3 separate regions of the Sus scrofa genome follow, and all the other regions are linked to region 2. A link is a contact called in public promoter capture Hi-C data. All regions are on one chromosome and are shown on one strand. The core of a region is the stretch at or near the end of the contact, and the rest is flanking DNA. Distances in the headings are between cores, read along the strand shown. Region 1 holds the start of FAM135A (protein FAM135A). Region 2 holds the start of B3GAT2 (galactosylgalactosylxylosylprotein 3-beta-glucuronosyltransferase 2). Region 3 holds the start of SMAP1 (stromal membrane-associated protein 1).

Region 1 (2,700 bases), core at 189-2,688, 460 kb after region 2:
AACCATATTCCTAGAGGACAATAAAATCTCCAAAATTTAACCTTATGTTTGGAGGTCAGCCTTTATGATTTCATCAAGTATATCCCAAAGTTGCTTCCGTTGACATGTCAGGTAAACATAATTCTTAAAAATTAAAGCTTTGATCACTAAGGGTAACAGGTTATTGCTACTGTCACTCTTTTGATGATACGTCTAGTCAGTGAAAAAAGAAAATGAAGAGACTATTAAACTGGAAACTGAACTAGGTATACTGAGTAGATACCTAGTTTAGGTAGAAAGTAAAAGACACTAGTACTTTTCAGAGATTTACCAAAAAGTAAAACGTACTGGAGTTAAGAGGCTCGACCCATGCAAAAGGAAAACAACAACAGTTTTAGAGAGAAAAAAGGTCAAGATTAGAGAGTAGAAATGGATCAGGATGGAAAAAGACGGAAGGCCACCAGAAGTAAAGCGATGACGGAGGGTACCAAGAGAGGTAAGGATTCAAGGAGTGAGGGGGACACAGAATGAACTCTAGCGCAGAGCGATGCTAAAGCAAAGCGCACAGTCAGTAACTAACATCCAAGAACGAAGATGAAGTCCGGAAAGGAAAAAATGAGAAGAGCCCAGGAAGAAATTACAGAGGTGGCAGAGTAAGAAGCCCGGTCGGTGAGGGGAGGAGCGTGGAAAAGGAGCCCACCTAGAGATGCGCCGTGAGAGAGAAGAAATCCAGGGGAGCAAAAAACACCCTGCCTCCCACGGAGGGACCACTGGGGATGAAGGAGCGGAACCACGGACGCGGGCCAAGCGTGAGGATAGGGCAAAGCGCGCGCAGCAAGCGAAGCTTAGGGAGCAGGAGTGAGGGCCGGGAGCAGGGGCGCAGGGGGTCGGCAACAGGGGCGCGGGGGCAGAGGGCAAGGGCTCGGGCCGCGGGGGTGCTGGGGGGCAGGGGGAAAGCAGCTGCTCCGCACAGGGAGAGCGCTCCACACCGCCGTCCCCACCGACCTTCAGCGGCCCGGCGCTCGGCGCCGGCTCCCACCCGGAGCGGCCGCGTGAGGGCCAGAACGGCCGGCGAAGACCGGGCGCAGGAGGCCGCTTCCTACTGGGCCCGCGGGAAGAAGACTGGGGGTCGTGGGATCGGGAGCCGGGGACGCGAGGGCGTCAGGGACTCACCTCTCGCCTGGTTCGGCCTCCTCTACCGCCCGGCGGACAGAGGAGCCCGTGGTCTCGCTGGAAGAAGGCGGCCCCGCCCGGGTCAGCACCATCCCGCCGCGGGCCCCTCACATCGCCATCGCAGCCACCGCAACCGCCACCGCGGAGGAGCCGGCTCGTCACCGCCAGCCGACAATCGGGCCAAGGCGGCCAGCGAGCATGCGCAGTCACCCAGTTCGGCAGCCGGGCCAGCGGCGCTACCTGCGAGCCACAGGTCCCCGCGCGCGGCCCCGCCCCCCCCAGCCTCCCCTCGCCTCCCTCTCGCCCGTGCCCTCCCCTCTCCAAGCTAGGCCCCGCCCCTCCGGGCCTGCGCCCCGCCCCCCGCTCTCCCCGAGCTCCAGCTGAGATTTCCAGAGCTCTATCTGCCCTGTTCGGCCCCCGGCTCCCAAGTTCCCGCGAGAACGGGAAGTTTGCGTCAATAAACAGCGCGAAGCGCCCAGAAGGGCTGGGCTCCGAGTGTGTGGAGCCTGACCGGGTTCCGCTCCAGGCTCAGGAACCGGGGAAGAAATGCTGAGAGTTCAGCTGTGTTTCTCACCTCCAGCCTGCGATCCGGGATAAAGAGCCTGGCTCCTGCGCTGCTCAGTTTGCAGGAGGAAGGGAAAGAGCAGCTATCGTTTGGGACTCGGTTGCTGCGTCCTTGGAGAGGTGTGGGTGTTGCTATGGTTACTCTTTGGCTATAGCTGCCCTAAAGGGCTGGAGGGCGAAGTGACTCTAGCTCTAGAATTCCGTTAACGGGGCCCATGAAGGATAATCCTTTAGTGATCTACTTCACTCATCCCAATTTCTGAACCCTTTGTGGTGCCCAAAGCTCAGTATGTTACAAAAGCAAAGTTAATGAAAAGAAGAAGGAAGTTGCGGCTGTGGCGTGTGTTTTACAACTGAGGAGGGTGAATACTGTTGAGGGTTGTACAACAATATGAATGTACTTAATGGCACTGAAGTGCACTTTTAAAAGTGGTTAAAAAACGTAAATTTTATGTCATGTATAGTTTACCGCAATAAACTATTGTGGAAGAAAAAAAGCTGTGCATTGATTTGGAAATGATACTGATGCCTTGTATCCTAGACCATTTTGTGGGACGGATTGTGACTATAATTTAACCTCTGATTTTTAACATGGTTGTAAGTGCCCCCCTTATCCTCTGATAATCAGCATATTAGCATTTGCATGACTGGCTTGTTTTCCCAGTTCCTAAACTCATTCTGTTTTTTTAATAGCCAAATAGCATTTTACAATCTTTTCACATAAGGGTTTGAATTGTGGTTTGGATTGTAGCCTCAAAATTGAAAGCCTTTTTCTATTTGTTTAGGTCTACCTTTTTTAGGAAAGTATACTAAATATTCAATTATTTACGTTTCCGTATTTATGCCTTCCCTAAAATTCACCTGTGCCAATATTCCTTTCCTATTAATGCATTCTTTTTGTTCAAATCACATGATTTCAAATTACCTGGTTCAAAAGAATCATCTACATGCCAGACATTGTACTTATCTTGATGGATACCAACA
Region 2 (2,700 bases), core at 169-2,668:
TTCACTCTCAGCCTTCGGATCAAGAGCTTGGGGAAATTCACAGACGCGCCAAGGTCGGATGCTAGGCAGGAGCGGCCAGGGAAGGGCTGAGAAAACCGGGAGCTGCTGGATGCAGGGGCATCCGCGCCAGAGCGCTCCACGCACCGGCACTCAAGAGTGCGCGATCCGAGAGATTTGTGAAGGGGAGAACAAGACACAGCGAGGGAAGATGGGCTCAGGAATTATTCATTATAGGCTTGGGGGCTGGGGAAGCTTCCCTGCTGTTTTTTCAAGCACCTCCCCAGGACGACGTGTCTAGGGAACCTGGTCGCTCTTCTTTCATTCCAGTACATCAGACAGCCAGGGACTCAGCTAGCAGGGCCGCTCGGATAGGAAAAAAAGAACCCCATACTAAGCGCCTATGTTTACCCGTGTCTGCTAGACGCTGTCATGGTTCCACATGTCATCTACGGTCTATTGGGTTTCCAATGCACCATGTTTACATCCTGGAGGGCCAGCCTTCCGGTGGGGCTATGCAGGCCGCGCGGTGAGGCAGCCACTGGCTAGACCTGGGGCGAGGGAGACCCACGTTCCATTTCCACTTGGCCATTGCCACTGACCTTGGAGAAATCATTTTAAACTTTGAGCCCCAGCTTCCTCATCCAGAAAATGAAGGTGATTCTTCCCAGGCCTCCTTGAAAGGATCGTTCACAAATGTCCCATGCTTTCATCCTTTTATCTCAGTTTGGCGTTCATATTCCTCAGACGGAATACTTTTGATGGCAGTGAAGTGTAAGGAACTGTGACTAAATTCCTGAAGAAAAATGCTAAACATACTCAGCTGGAGTTTTAGGAATTTTCCCGCAATGATCTAACTGCAGTCGGGCAGCAAATGTTCGGATCGATTCTTTCTTCTGGGCCATCTCACATGCCAAACACCCGTGTAGGCACCCCTTGGTCTCCCAAAATTTCTACTGATTTCTGCCTTTTTGTCAGCGCTATTCTGTCCACCCCTAGCACACGAACCCCTGCGGTCAGCAGCCAAAGAAGGTATCCTTTGCCCCCTCTCGCCTCTCTCTTCCTCCCACTCCCCACCCTAGGTCTCCAGAGTTTTCCTCACGTGCATGGGTTTTCCTGGCTGATCACCAAAGACCTTGCAGCATTTCAGAGAGCTAAGAGCGCGCGGAAATGGGCGTGCGAGGATTCCCCCCACCTCCCAGCAGGATTCCTCCTCCCGCTCCCCCTAGGCGGTGCCGCAGCCGCCTCCAGAGCTGGCTCGCTGGGCCGTCAGCATCAGGGCCGGGCCCCCTCCCCGCCTCCCCCTCGCAGCCCCTCTCCGCCAGTAGCAGCGCTGCTGTCTTCCCACAGGAGGACTGGGAGGGAGGACGCCGGAGTCTGCAGCGCCCCCGCCCCTTCGCTTTTTCTTTCTTTCCCGGCTTTGGGATCTTGCTGCCGGTGCCGGGAGAGGTTTGAGAAGAGCAGAGTAGCGCGAGGGACCGGAGTGCAGGCTTCCGCTGCGGCGCGCGGACACAGCTGGGCGCACTACATCCCCGGCGTCGCCTCCGGTCCTTGCTGCCCCGGCTGGGCTGTGACGGAGGAGAGCCCCCGGCTCTGGCCTCCCGCCCTCGAAGGTGCCCCCCGAGAGCGGGTTAGGGGCTCACGGCTGGCGTCCCTTCGCCCGCAGCGCCGCGGGACGGCGCCCAGCTCCCGCTCTTCGGAAAGAGTGCGGCGGGATCCTCGCCTTCCCGACGCGGCCCAACTCCGGGGCCAGCAGCGGGAGTCTGGACCAAGTCCCGCTTCCCGCCGACCACCCGGAGTAGAGACATCAACTACCCACCCGCCTGCACTCGCTGTAGCCCTAGCTCCTTGGCACCTGCGCCAACCCGCCGCTCCCGGCTCCACGCCCTCGCAGCGCCCAGCGACCCCATGGCTTCCTGAGCGCGGGCGCCGCCACGGTCCAAACTGAGCGCTGGGGTCCCCCGGCTCGCCCCAGTCAGGGGCGTCCGAGAGGCTGGGAGAGAGCGCACCATGAAGTCTGTGCTGTTCAGCCGCTTCTTCATCCTCCTGCCCTGGATCCTGATTGTCATCATCATGCTCGACGTGGACACACGCAGGCCCGCGCCCCCGCTCACCCCGGGCCCCTACTTCTCTCCCTACATCGGGGGCCGCGGGGTTTCCCGAATCCCGCTCCGCCGGGGCGGCCCCGGGCGCAGATGGGGGAAGCGCAACGAGTCGCGGCCGCAGCCGCCGCCTGAGCCGCAGCTGCCCACCATCTATGCCATCACGCCCACCTATAGCCGCCCGGTGCAGAAGGCCGAGCTGACCCGCCTGGCCAACACGTTCCGCCAGGTGGCGCAGCTGCATTGGATCCTGGTAGAAGACGCGGCGGCGCGCAGCGAGCTGGTGAGCCGCTTCTTGGCGCGCGCAGGGCTGCCTAGCACGCACCTGCACGTGCCCACGCCGCGGCGGTACAAGCGGCCCGGGCTGCCGCGCGCCACCGAACAACGCAACGCCGGCCTGGCCTGGCTGCGACAGAGGCACGGGAACCAGCGCGCACAGCCTGGCGTGCTCTTCTTCGCCGACGACGACAACACCTACAGTTTGGAGCTTTTCCAGGAGGTAATGGCCGGCGCGTCCCTCCCCCGCCCCGGGGCAGGCGGGAGGGAGGGACCTGGTCCTGCTCTGGCTGCACTTGACCGCGTTCACTCCCGGGGCGCGCTC
Region 3 (2,700 bases), core at 25-2,524, 320 kb after region 2:
GCCATTTCCATTAAGATCAAAAACACAGTTACACAATTGCCTCAGGAAGCACACAGATAGCTGGTTGGCAATGGAAATATTCTATTTCTTAAGTTGGAGAATGGGTTCATAAGTGTCGGCTTTGCTTCTTACACGTGTTACATAAATTTTGGTATCAAATACTTCATTATTAAGGTTTTAACACTACTGAAAAAGGGATTTTGAATGAAAACACAAATCTTCACACAGTTACTACCTTGCGGTTTGGATAAGACTTGTACTTTCTATATTATCCATTTCTGGACCATTTACAATTTTTTACAACAAAGAAGTAGTTTGGGGAGAAGTGATTTCAGAAAGGAAAACTGCATAGGAATCAGGGGCACATTAGGATGAAGGCCAGAACTGTTTTCAACTTACTATGCTTAGCATACTTTGTGAGTTAAGTCTTTAATAGTGTGAGAAACTTTTCAGAAAAAAATGAGTTTTTAAAAATGCTGAGTTACATTCCGTGGTCGCAGCCAAAAAAAAAAAAAAGCGCCCTTTAAAAAAAAAAAACGTTTTACTGAAAGCATGCATATTTTCTGTAATTAATTCCCACCATCTAATTTTTATTATACTTATTTACCTTCTCCATAATCCCGCACTTCTCCACTTTAAAAAAGATACTGTAAACTGCCATTATGTCCTTTTCGACGTAAATTAAGTAAGTAAAGGACGACTCTCATTGCCAAAGAGCCTCCTTTTCCATGCTTTTCACAAGCTTCAGACATAGCGCGCCCCCAGATAACCAGAAACGTTTGCTTCCCTTTCGAACCCAGAGCCATGGTCAGCGGGAAGCAGCTGTCCGGCGGGGCGGGCTCTGGGGACCCTCCAGCTCCACATCCAACCCGAGCTCCGGCGGGGAAGAGCCTGCCCAGAGCAGAGGCGAGAGGCCCCTAGCCGGACAGACAAGATCGCAGCTCCTGGGCCCCCGAGCCCGGGACAAGCGCAGCTACCCAGCCGGACGCCCTAGCCTTTGCGACCCCGCCCGCGACCTTGGCCCCGGAACTGGGCGCCTTACTTGCCGCTCTCCACGCTGTGACTGGGACACGACCCAGCAACAAAGTAAAGCACGACACTGGCATAACGTCCCTCCCACAGCCTCCGAGACTGCACAAACAGGAGATGAAGGCCGAGGTGTGCTCCCGGCAAGCACCGCGTGAGGGATGGACCGCCCGTGGGGCGGGGCCTGTGTACGCCGTGGGGCGGGACCTCCGTGGCCCGCTCCAGGAATCCATCGAAGGCCCTGGACTGGGCTATCTGCTGAAAAACGGCGGGTGTGGAGCGGCTCAACCTTCTCACGAAGAACAACCCAAACTGCCCTGAACCCCGTGTTGTTTAAGACCCCAAATCATGGCTGAAGCTGGATGAGGGGATGACTCCATTTGTTGCTCTTAATCTGAGGCGAAGATCGTTGTTCACTTCCCCCAAGTTGGGCACCTTCTACTCCTCTGTTCCTGTAATAGGCTTCTTTCTGGCAGTCCTCCCTTTTTACATTTTAAAATCTCTGCTTGTTCAGTGAACTCTTGAGTTCGTCAGTTCTGACCCACTGACTGGGTGACCTGGAAGATGAGGTTTTGAGTGAAGCGTAGAGCAAGAGAAGTCTCTCCATCTGGTCCAGCTGCCTGGAAGTAGCGCCACGCATCCACCCTCATGGTCCAGCGGCTCCAGTGCTGTTCCCAGCACATGTGGCAGATCAGGAGGCTTCAAGGAACCTATGGAAGTCTATACAGAACCACAGTGGGAGTTCCCGTCATGTTGAAGTGGTTAACGAATCCGACTAGGAACCATGAGGTTGAGGGTTCGATCCCTGGCCTTGCTCAGTGAGTCGATGATCCGGAGTTGCCATGAGCTGTGGTGTAGGTTGCAGACGCGGATTGGATCCCGCATTGCTGTGGCTCTGGCGTAGGTGTCTATGGCTCCGATTAGACCCCTAGCCTGGGAATCTCCATATGGCCGCGCGAGAGCGGCCCTAGAAAAGACAAAACAAAAAACAAACAAACAAACAAAAAAAAAACCCACAGTGGAGTGCCTAGAATTTTTTATTTTTATTTTTAAGGAAAGTTCTTGGCTAGCTAAGAACTGCTGATGTCTGGCCAAGCAACATCAGGTAGACAGGCAATCTGAGTTTCTCATCAAGAACCAGGAGTCATTTGGTCCTCCTAGATAAGGAGTCCTTTCAGTAGGAGGAAGTGATATATACAGAACAGGGCCAGGGCCAAAACCCAAGCAATCTTCATTAGCATTAGTTTGGTAGATCTCAAACACACACACACTTCACCCTTAGTTCATACAGACTGTCTTGAGATCCTGTGACAAGTTGGCTGAGGGAAAAATTCAAACCTAGATAACGGAGGACTTTGTACAATATACTGACCAGCTGGCAAATGACTGATTTGGCATTTTCAGCACCATTTAACAGAGGCCCTCAAGGAACAGCAGAGAGAAAAAGGATCCTCCCGGAGGCAGAACTTCATCTTATACTCTTTGCCTAGGAAGAGATAGAGCTTGAGATACAGATCTGCATCCTTTCATGGGCACTGGTTTAGTCAAACAGTCAGTCAGGGACTGGGAAAATGTAGAGATTTTGGAATAGTTTTTGGAACAGGTCCTCTCCAAATAACCCCAAAGCATAAGAATACTTGGGTCTCGGAGCTCCTGTCGTGGCCCAGTGGAAAC

The links. Promoter capture Hi-C pulls out the DNA fragments that hold promoters and counts their contacts.
Region 1: a contact with region 2 is called in a promoter capture Hi-C map of liver, with 6 times the contacts expected there. The contact joins the promoter of FAM135A here to the promoter of B3GAT2 in region 2. A contact is called at or near these places in 1 of 5 promoter capture datasets (liver) and 1 of 47 Hi-C or Micro-C datasets (embryonic fibroblasts).
Region 3: a promoter capture Hi-C map of liver shows a contact between it and region 2, with 5 times the contacts expected there. The contact joins the promoter of SMAP1 here to the promoter of B3GAT2 in region 2. A contact is called at or near these places in 1 of 5 promoter capture datasets (liver) and 1 of 47 Hi-C or Micro-C datasets (embryonic fibroblasts).

The regions. Positions count from the first base shown.
Region 1 is chr1:50,578,447-50,581,146 of Sscrofa11.1, reverse strand. FAM135A (protein FAM135A) reads right to left here and starts at 1,438. Exons shown (of 23, transcript XM_005659250.3): 1 at 1,153-1,438.
Region 2 is chr1:51,040,304-51,043,003 of Sscrofa11.1, reverse strand. It overlaps B3GAT2 (galactosylgalactosylxylosylprotein 3-beta-glucuronosyltransferase 2), which reads left to right and starts at 1,418. Exons shown (of 4, transcript XM_003121263.4): 1 at 1,418-2,598. The coding sequence starts at 2,008.
Region 3 is chr1:50,720,147-50,722,846 of Sscrofa11.1, reverse strand. It overlaps SMAP1 (stromal membrane-associated protein 1), which reads right to left and starts at 1,274. Exons shown (of 12, transcript XM_021089443.1): 1 at 1,043-1,274. The coding sequence starts at 1,259.